Regions from separate parts of the Mus musculus genome. Here region 1 is linked to region 2. The links are chromatin contacts, called in public ChIA-PET maps. All regions are on one chromosome and are shown on one strand. Each heading gives the region's core, a stretch centred on a gene start, on an enhancer-like site or on the middle of the called end of the contact. The rest is flanking DNA. Distances are from core to core; before and after follow the strand shown.

What was found. ChIA-PET counts read pairs in DNA pulled down with a chosen protein or histone mark.
Region 1: an RNA polymerase II ChIA-PET map of memory CD8 T cells shows a contact between it and region 2, with 8 read pairs. The contact joins the enhancer-like site here to the promoter of Becn1 in region 2. A contact is called at or near these places in 2 of 39 promoter capture datasets (the SN4741 cell line and liver), 1 of 115 datasets of contacts at active chromatin or transcription factors (memory CD8 T cells) and 1 of 9 other capture datasets (pancreatic islet).

What each region holds. Positions count from the first base shown.
Region 1 is chr11:100,896,779-100,902,159 of GRCm38.p6, reverse strand. Stat3 (signal transducer and activator of transcription 3) reads left to right here. Exons shown (of 24, transcript NM_213659.3): 12 at 3,337-3,366; 13 at 3,459-3,552; 14 at 3,662-3,709. Among named protein-coding and RNA genes, the nearest start is that of Gm46295, 39 kb to the left of the region's middle. Within about 2 kb of position 3,574, at least 58 of the 459 cell types and tissues checked have an H3K27ac peak or open chromatin away from gene starts, as enhancers often do. A contact at or near this core is called in memory CD8 T cells, where this site is marked.
Region 2 is chr11:101,300,505-101,305,467 of GRCm38.p6, reverse strand. It overlaps Becn1 (beclin 1, autophagy related), which reads left to right and starts at 3,182. Exons shown (of 12, transcript NM_019584.4): 1 at 3,182-3,336; 2 at 3,612-3,740. The coding sequence starts at 3,614.

The DNA of each region.
Region 1 (5,381 bases), core at 2,325-4,824, 400 kb after region 2:
AGCACAGAGGCCCTGGTGCAGGCCCCTGCAGGCCCAGGGCATGCTGCTCCAGTCTCTGCGAGTTCATATGAGCTTTGCTCGTGGTGATTCAGAGGGCCTTGTGGTTTTGGTGACCTCTAACCCCTCTGGTTCTTAATGTTTTTTCTGCTGCTTCTTCCTTGGTATTCCCTGAGCTCTGAGGGGAGGGATTTGCTGGAGACATCCCATTTAGGGAATGAGTGTTTCAAGGTCTTTCTCTGCATGATGTCTGGCTGTGGGTCTCTATATTTCTTCCCATCTTTGGACAGGAGGACTCTTCTCTGATGATGGCTGAGCAAGGCACTGATATCTGAGTCTAGCAGAATGTCACCTGGAGTCATTTTATTGTTTTTTTTTCCTTTCTCTTTTTTAGATCAGTATTATTTAGTTTTTCCCTAGGTCCTTGGGCTATCTAGTCTCTGGTTCTTGGCCACCCAAGCCTTGTTGGGTATGAGTTTCATCTTGTATAGTGAGCCTTAAGACTCTTGTTGGTTGGTTACTTCCACAGGTTTGTGCCACCATTGCCCTAGCATATCCTGCAGGCAGTACACTATTACAGATAGAGGTTTGAGGCTGGCTTGCTGTTCACACTTCTCTTTTGATAGCATGCAGAGTACCTTCCTATAACAAAGACTCTGGCATACAGTGGGGGGCTCTATGGAGGCACCAGCTTCACGTGCCCATGTTCAGTGAGTTGTGTAGGTGTTATCCTCAACAGTGGGGCCTTGCTGTCAGTTGTGGAAAGCAACCGATGGTCTTGATAACAGCGTGGATTGTTTGAGGATTCCCTTTGGCCAACAATTCAATTAGACTTAACCCTAACCCAGTACTGGAAGCTTTATTTGGTGGCAAGAGATCGCCAGTTGGGACCCCAACTCTCCCCCATTACTTGGCGATTGAATCTAGATCACCTTCACATATGTGAATGTTTTAGGAGGTTCCTACTGTACGAGATGTCGATACTACTCCACGGATGCTCCATAAGTGTTGCCGTCTCCCATTGTTCCCTCCCACCACCAGCTCTCCTCTCCCCTCGGCTTCCCCATTTGCTCCTCCAAGTTCAGACCTCGTCTATCCAGAATCCCTCATCTATCCAGAATCCCTCATCTATCCAGAATCCCTCATCTATCCAGAACCCCTTCTATTTCTTTTTTCCTAATTAGATCTATTTGTTCTCTGTAGTTCCTTAGTCTGTATTCACCCTCTGTGGTTCTTAAGGATTGCAGCTTGGTTATCATTGACTTAATGGCTAATATCCATACATAAGTGAGTACACACCACATTTGTCTTTCTGGGTCTAGGTTACCTCACTCAGGAAGATTTTTTTTTTCCTAGTTCCATCTATTTGCCTGCAAGTTTCTTTTTTTTTTTTTTAATGGCTGAGTAATACTCCGTATGTAAATGTACCACATTTTCTTTATTCATTCTTCTGTTGAGGGACATCTAGGTTGTTTCCAGCTTCTGGTTAGTATGGAGAGAACAGCAGTGAACGTGGTTGAGCAAGTGTCTGTGGTAGGATGAAGCATCCTTTGGGTATGTGCCCAAGAGTGGTCTAACTGGATCTTGAGGTAGATGGATTCCCGTCTTCCTGAGGAGCGGCCATACTGATTTCCATAGTTGCTGCATGAGCTTGCATTCCCACCAGCAATATGTGATGGTGGCCCTTACTCCACATCCTCGACAGCATGAGCTGTCACTTGTGTTGATCTTAACTATCCTGTTAGGCATATGATAGACTCTCACAGCAGTTTGATTTGCATTCCCTGATCCTAAGGATGTTGGACATTTCTCTGTTTCTCAGCCACTTGGGTTTCCTCTATTAAGAATTTTCTGTTTAGATCTGTACCCCATTTCTAACTGGTCTGTATTTTCTTGATATTTATTTTCTTAAAATTCTTTTCGGGCATTTGTCCTCTATTGGATATGTAGTTGGTTTAAAAGAAAAATCCCGTTCTGTAGGCTACCAATCCGTATTCTTAAGCCTAACTCTTGTTTTCAAATGAGGGATGGAGAAGCAAGAACTTGGACAGACATTTGACTTTAGAGATGTCTCCATTCAGGGATCTTCTTTTTGTGAACAGCTGTGTTCAAAACCCTTGCAAACCCTGCCCGGTTTGCCTGAAGCATTGAAAAGAAAAGTTTGAGTGTGTGCAGCTCAGTATTGCAGGCTCACCTAGCACGCACGCATGCACGAGGCCCGGGTTCAACCCCCATACTGAAAAATAAACGTGTAAATAAGTAATGCTTGAAAATAGAGTATATGGAAAGAGAACTGGTTTGAAGTTAATAATCTTCTTCCACAAACCCACCAACACATGCTATTTGTAGGTAAAAATATAGCAATGGAAAAGAAATTTTACTTAGTTTTATTTTGAGAGAGCGTCTGACTCTACAACCCTGGCTGGCCTTGAATTCACAGTGACTCACCTGCCTGTGCTCCCCAGTGCTAGGATTAAAGGTATCTGACACCAAGTCTGGCTAAGAAGAACTTGTAAAATAGTGTTCTGAAATAAGATAAAGACAGAAATGTCATAATATAAAAAGATGGCCTGTCAGAGACAGGCAGCAGTGGTCACGTGAGGATAGCATTTCCAGCTGCCTTGTGGGAGGTGGTGTCAGTTTTTGGTAACAACATACCTTTCTGGAAAACCCAGCGTGGCTCCGATAATAAGGAAATTCACCACCCGTGTAACTGGAAATGCAGTTGGGGCAAGTACCTAAGGATGAGGCTGGTGACTCACAGGTGTCTTCAGGAACCCTGGGTCTTCCATGCCATCCTTACCGTGCCATCCTTACCGTGCCAGCTGTAGACAGGTTCCCTTCCAGGTGGTCTCATGGCTGTGGACAGAAGATCAGCCTAGGCTATTGCCTCCTTGGTCTGGCTGAGAACAGGCCTTTAATCCCAGCACCCAGGAGGCAGAAGCAGGTGATCTCTGAGTTCAGGTCTACAGAGCAAGTTCCACGACAGCCAGGAGGGCTACACAGAGCGCTGTCTCGGAAAGCCGACAAAACAGACAAGGCAGACCCCGTCTTCACCTGCTCTGTGGCTTCCTCTGTTCTGATGAATGCAGTGATCGGGGTTCCCTGGAGATAGATGGCTCTGCCATCCCTTACTGAGAGAATGGAGCTTTCCTTAGGAAGGGAAAGAAGCTGTGGTTAGGCCCCCAGCTAAGGCTACTGTTTAAGTGCATACAGAGTTGTGTTTCACACCGAAAATGTAACTGAGCATCGAAAGGCATGTTCCATCAGAGTAGGTTCTGGAAAGAAAGAGGGGCTCTAATCTCAGCTTTTATTAACCCTTGTCTGTGTTCTTTACAGAGACTCTGGGGATGTTGCTGCCCTCAGAGGGTAAGTTGGGCCTCCTTTTGTTCTTTCTCATCCAACTTTACCCTCTGGCTACTCAGCGCTCACTGTGTGTTGGTTTTTCTCCCATGATTTAGGTCTCGGAAATTTAACATTCTGGGCACGAACACAAAAGTGATGAACATGGAGGAGTCTAACAACGGCAGCCTGTCTGCAGAGTTCAAGCACCTGGTCGGTGTCCGAGGGGAGAGGAGGCGGCACAGGCCAGGTGGCAGAGGAGGGGGGAGAGACTGGCACAGCCTCAAGTGACACTTGCCTCCTTCTTCTTCCTTTCTTCCAGACCCTTAGGGAGCAGAGATGTGGGAATGGAGGCCGTGCCAATTGTGATGTAAGTAAGTTTTGTTCGGGCTAAAAGCAATTGTTTTCTTTCTTTGAGGAAGAAAGAGAAAGCTCTCTCGCTCTCTCTCTCTCTCTCTCTCTCTCTCTCTCTCTCTCTCTCTCTCTCTCTCCCTCTCTCCCTCTCTCCCTCTCTCCAACCCAGAATTAAAACTTTAACCCACTACTTCAGATGTTTGTCCTTTAGAAAAGTTGGTCGCTCTGGGCCAGGGTGACATGCTCAGAAGTCACAGGTGCTGTGGAGTTTTCTAGCGAGAAACATTTCCCTGAGTGTTGGGGAGTTGGCTCCCTTTCAGCAGTGGGAAGTCCCTCGCCAAGCTGTTACCCACACCCATCTGGTAGAAAAGAAGTTTCCACATTGCCCGGGGCTTCCCAGAGTCCCTTGCTACTACCTGCCAGCTGGCTCCCTTTTCAGTGCCTGGTGAGACAAAAGGAAGACATCAAGTCAGCCAGTCAGAGCTAAACAGAAAAAAAAACAACAACAAAACAAAACAAACAAAAAAAAACCACCAACCAAACTGTGCTCAGGAGCTGAGGCAGGGGAATTGTGAGTTTGAGATCATTCTGTCATTCAGCACATACATGTAAAAGAGCTGGAAATTCATTCCTGAGAATTCATCAGTAATTTGTGTACTAATTGATGAGGGTCTGTGGTCCCGTGCAGGTCCCAGTTCCTCTTTCAGAGCTGTAGAGTATTCTGCTGCCTACACCACAGCTCATGACCACAGGTAGCCACATTGCTTGACTGCTTGTGTGGCACTGAAGGTTATCACAGTCACTTTAGAAAGTGACTTGGCATAAAAATGAGCACACCCTGTAAACCGGCAGTTCCAGTCTTAGGAATTAACAGTAAAGAAAGCTTTGCATAGGTGAACTAAGGACAGATAACACAGTCACAGCCATTGGTCATTGACACAGCTCAGATCTCTCAGCACTGGGGTCATGAGCTGTGGTGTAGGCAGTGGAGTACTCTACAGCTCTGAAAGAGGAACTGGGACCTGCACGGGACCACAGACCCTCATCAAGGTGGGGGTGGGGTGTCAGGAGCAGGAACACACTGAGAGTGCAGTTCACTGTGTGAAGTACACATGCTTGGAGAAACAACCATGAACACGGTTGGGAGGAGCTGGGAGACAGCAGAGACAAAGACACAGTAAAGTGCAGAGAAGGGGGATTCACCTGGGGAATCTCGGTGATAATGGCAACTTATGCGGGATGATAATGCTAGGCTATCGCTCAGTGTTGGGGTGCACTTAGATGCATGAGACCCTGAGTTTGCTCCCTAGTGCATATAAAAGGAAGGAGGGAGAGAGAGAAGAAACCTAAGAAGCCTTCCTTTATTCCTTCCTATTCTCCCCTCCTTCCTTCCCTTTCTCCCTCCCTCCTTTCCTCTCTCCTCCCTCTCCCTCCCTCCTCCCTCTCCCTCCCTCTCCCTCTCTCCTCCCTCTCCCTCCCTTCCTCTCTCTCCCCTCCCTCCCCTCCCTTCCCTCTTCCTCCCTCCCTTCCTTCCTCCTTCCTCTTTCTCTCCCCTCCCTCCTTCTCCCTCCCTCCTCCCTCCCATCCTCCCTTCCTCCCTCCCTCCCTCCCTCCCTCCCTCCCTCCCTCCCTCCCTCCCTCCCTCCCTCCCTCCCTTCCTTCCTTCCTTCCTTCCTTCCTTCCTTCCT
Region 2 (4,963 bases), core at 1,933-4,432:
CACAGTGAAATCCTGTCTCAAAAAGACAAAAACAAAACAAAACAAGATTCTATTGTTATGTTTATTTATTTTATTTTATTTTTTGTGTGGCTATTTTGCCTGCATGGATGCATGTGCACCACCTGTGTGCCTAGTGTCCAGAAAATGCCACTGGACATGGAGTTATACATGGTGGTGGGAATTAAACATGGGCCCCCTCTCTACAAGAGTAAGCATTTTATATTATTTTTTTAAGTTTTATTTATTTATTTTATGTATGTAAGTACACTGTATCTGTCTTCAGACACACCACAAGAGGGCATCAGATCTCATTAAGGATGGTTGTGAGCCACCATGTGGTTGCTGGGAATTGAACTCAGAACCTTCGGAAGAGCAGTCAGTACTCTTAACCGCTGAGCCATCTCTCCAGCCCAAGAGTAAGCATTTTATTATTCTCTCTAGCCCCAGAGAGAAATTTTGAGAATAGTTTGAGGTACACAAGATCTTGTCTCCACAAAACAAATGAAACATGAAAAATTTCTGCACATTTAGAAAATAATTTAGGGGCTGGGTGGTGGTGGTGCACATCTTTAATCCCAGCACTTGGGAGGCAGAGGCAGGCAGATTTCTGAGTTTGAGGCCAGCCTGGTCTACAGAATGAGTCCAGGACAGCCAGGGCTACACAGAGAAACTCTGTCTCGAAACAAAACAAAACAAAACAAAACAAAACAAAACAAAACAAAACAAGAAAGAAAGAAAGGAAGGAAGGAAGGAAGGAAGGAAGGAAGGAAGGAAGGAAATAGCTGCAGCGTATCTCAGGTGGTTGAGTTATGAAAGCCTGGGTCATGTAATTGTTAATCCAGCACTCAGAAGATAGAGAGAGGCAGGAGGGTCAAAAGTTCAAGTCATTTTCTGCTGCCTGGTGAGTTTGAAGTCATCCTTGGGATTCATGAGATCTCCTTTTTTTTAAAAAAAAAAAAGCATGGGTGGGAGGAAGGAAGGAAGGAGGGAGGGAGGGAGGGAGGGAAGGAAGGAAGGAAGGAAGGAAGGAAGGATGGAAGGAAGGAAGGTTAGCTAGCTAAACCATTCATGAGAATTTATTTACTCGTGTGTGTGTTTGTGTGTGTCTGTATGTATGTGTGTACATGGATGTCTGTGTGTCTCTCTCTCTGTGTATCTATGTGTTTGTGTATACATATATGTCTACATGTGTCTGTGTGTCTGTGTGTGTTTATCTGTGTGCCAAAGACTTAACATGCAACCCTGACTGACCTGGAGCTCACTATGAGGACCAGGCCGGCCACTGTGAAGATCAGCCTGCCATTGTGCTGAGATTCAAGGCGTGCACCACCACCCCTGGCCATAAACATTTATTTTAAAACCTGAGAAAGACGTTATGATCCAATAAATAAATACAAATATGTGAACATAATTTGTAAGAACTGCAAGGGGCGACCACATGACAAACTCTTCAACCTTATCAGCAATCAGTGATATCAATTACAAGAATGGAGAACTGGAGCCGAGCATGGTGGCGCATGCCTTTAATCCCAGCACTCGGGATGCAGAGGCAGGTGGATTTCTGAGCTTGAGGCCAGCCTGGTCTACAAAGTGAGTTCCAGGACAGCCAGGGCTATACAGAGAAACCCTGTCTTGAAAACCAAAAAAAAAAAAAAAAAAAGAATGGAGAACTGCCATTGTCTGCTATTGTTCCTCAAATATATCTTATCCAATACTGGGCAAGGCATCATAAAACAGGCCCTTTAATGGATTACTAGAGGCAGAATATAATATGAGTTGTTTTGAAAACAACTGCCAATGTTAATAAAGAGAAGATTCCAAAGTCTACAGTACTTTTAATGATAAGGTTCTGTTCTAGGACAAAGTCAATTCCTCATTGTGATATTATTGTATCCACCCAAATTGGAAGCAATGGAAGTTTCCATCAATAAAGAAATTCACTGTAATCTGTGCGTTTCTGCTGTGATGTATTGCAGCAATGAGAATGTTAATTAACAAAACTGGAGCAACATGGAAAACATTCAATTATTTTTATTATCCTTAGTGGTGGTGGAGGGCAGTCCATACCCTGGAATTCCTTTGGAGGTCAACTTCATCTCCTCCTACTCCGATCCTTAGGAATTGACCTTAGGGTCTCTCTCACGTTTGGTGCACACACTTTTACAGGTTGAGCCATCTTGGCAGCCCACATATGTTAAACTTACAAAGTAGGGCTGGACATACAGTTCATTGGTGGAGTACTTGCTTAGTATATGAGAGGCCTTGGATATGATTCCAGATACACACATACTCACAGGAGCCAGCTCTCTCTCTCTCTCTCTCTCTCACACACACACACACACACACACACACACACACACACCACAAATGCATTGGTGTTTTGCATACATGGATGACTGTGTGAAAGTGGTGATAGTGGTGTCAGTTCTTGGAGTTACAGACAGTTATGAGCTGCCATGTGGGTGGATGGATTTGATTTAATCCAGGTCATCTGGAAGTGCGGTTGGTGCTTTTAACTGCTGAGCCATCTCTCCAGTCTCCACTGTCACCTTTTTATTTATTTACATTTTGTTATATACATACATAATACACACATACACATATATACATACATATAACTATCACCTTTAATGTATTTGCATTTTATTATATACACATATACAAACATATATACATACATACACACATACACATACATACATACATATAACAATAAAATTTACCATCCTGCCAAACGCACTCCCTCAGAAGGGTTTAGACAATTTGACTCTCCCAAAAATACACTTTAAAAGCTCACACATGCCGGAAGGTGGTGGTGCACGCTTTTAATCACAGCCCTTAGGAGGCTGAGGCAAGTGGATCTCTGTGAAGTGGATGCCAGCTTGGTCTACAGGGCGAGTTCCAGGTCAACCAGGGCTACACAGAGAAACCCTGTCTCAAACAAACAAACAAACAAACAAACAAACAAACAAACAACACCCTGATCCCTAAGGAATATAGAAGTGGCTCCACTTGGAAGTAACAAATCTTGAGTGGACCGTCTAAATCAGAAGAGTGTGGGCAGCTTCGGCCCACCTGTCGGCACTGCTGCACTTCCCCGCTCGGCCTTTGGATGGCGCTCCGAGCCGGGTAAACAGGGATCTGGAGCAGGGGTCCTTGCGTCAGCTCCCGTCGTGACGTCACTTCTGGTCCTGGGCGGAAGTCTTCAGCTAGCCGACCGGGAAGTAGCTGAAGACCGGGCGATGGGAACTCTGGAGGTCTCGCTCCGGGGCGGACCCGAGGCCACCGTGCCCCCGCGGTAGAACGAGCCTGGGTGGCGGGCTCCGGGCTCCTGAGGTGAGGAGCGTCGGGGCCTGAAGTGAGACCTTAGGAAGAAGCCTAGAGTCCCTGGCGGCCACTCTGGTGCCCCGTTTCCCCGCTCGGGAGACTAGACTGCCTTAGCTGGGCTCTGCCCCGGAAGCGGGTCCTCTTGGTGTCATCCCACTCCCAGAGGGAACGGCGCGGACCGGGATTTTCCTCTTCACCTCCACCACCAAGGCAGCGGGTAGCCTCGGGCCCGAGGTTCAAAGGAGCCGATTCTTCTTAACGTCGTCTTTTCTCCGCTGTCGCAGGCATGGAGGGGTCTAAGGCGTCCAGCAGCACCATGCAGGTGAGCTTCGTGTGCCAGCGCTGTAGCCAGCCTCTGAAACTGGACACGAGCTTCAAGATCCTGGACCGGGTCACCATCCAGGAACTCACAGGTCAGCAGGATCCGAGGAAAGGGGTGGTCAAGAAGGAGGGAAGTGGGCAACTTTAGGGACATTGAGGTGGCGGTCTCTGGCTTTCGGTTTTCTCGTCAGGAATAGACCTCTGACAGTGTCTCCAGAGTGAAGGAGTATTCACATATAACAGAATTTCTTGAAGATTTACCAGTGTATCAATCAGGTGTCCTGTAACAGTCCCCGTGGAAACCAGGCTTGGTGGCTCACATCTATAACTGCAGCAACTCAGGAGGCTGACGCCGGAGCTGCCTCAAGTTCCAGGCCAGCCTGCGCTATTGAATGAGACCCTGTTTCCAAAAATAAAAAGGACAGGAGAAGTGCCATGGTGCATCCTCTTACAGGTGACGAGTTGAGGTTAGAGCCATCAGTGAGCATACTTACCTGAGGTCCAGTGAAGTGTAGGAGAGCCTTGAAGCCTGAAGAAGAGAGTGAGAGAGGTGATTAGCGAGTTTAAACACGTTCATGGGCCTGGCATTAGCATGGAAACCTTGGCTTTGTTGTATATAGCTCCCTAGACCTTGATTCATTTTTATTCATAATTAGTATTAGTTATGTGTATAGGTGGTTTGCTTACATGTACATCTGTCCATGACGAGAATGCCTGATGCCGGGAGAGGCCAGAAGAGGGCGTCAGATCCCTGAACTGGAGTTAACAGGTGGTTGTGAGCCACCGTGTGAGGGCTAGGACTCGAACCTAGGTCCTTTACAGGAGCAACAGGTGCTCTAAGCTATTGAGTGATCTGCCCAGCTCTTTATTTTTCTTCTCCTTAAAAAAAAATTATTTTCATTGTTCTTGCTGTTGGTATAGACAGAGTTTCACTCTAGCCCTTGCCTGGCTAGATTGTCCTGCCTCTGCCTTCAGAGTCCTGGGGCTTAAAGGTGTGCGCCACCACACCTGGCTTATTTTTCATTTTTAAAGGTTAATGTTGTGTGTTGAAAGCTTTCATCTCCCAAGTGTTGGAATAAAGGAGGTCTGTGTGCTACCATGCCCGGCTTTACATGTTTCTAAACTAGTGTTCATACATTTTAAAACCTGATATATTTAGGGGGTGCCACTTGATGTTTGAATACACATGTAATGATGTTCAAATCAGGGTTGGCACATTTGTCTCTTCTAACGTTTTGTTTGTTTGTTTGTTTCCTTGTGGTTGAAACATTTCTAATCGTCCCTGCTGGCTTTTGGGGACTGTGCAGTCCACCAT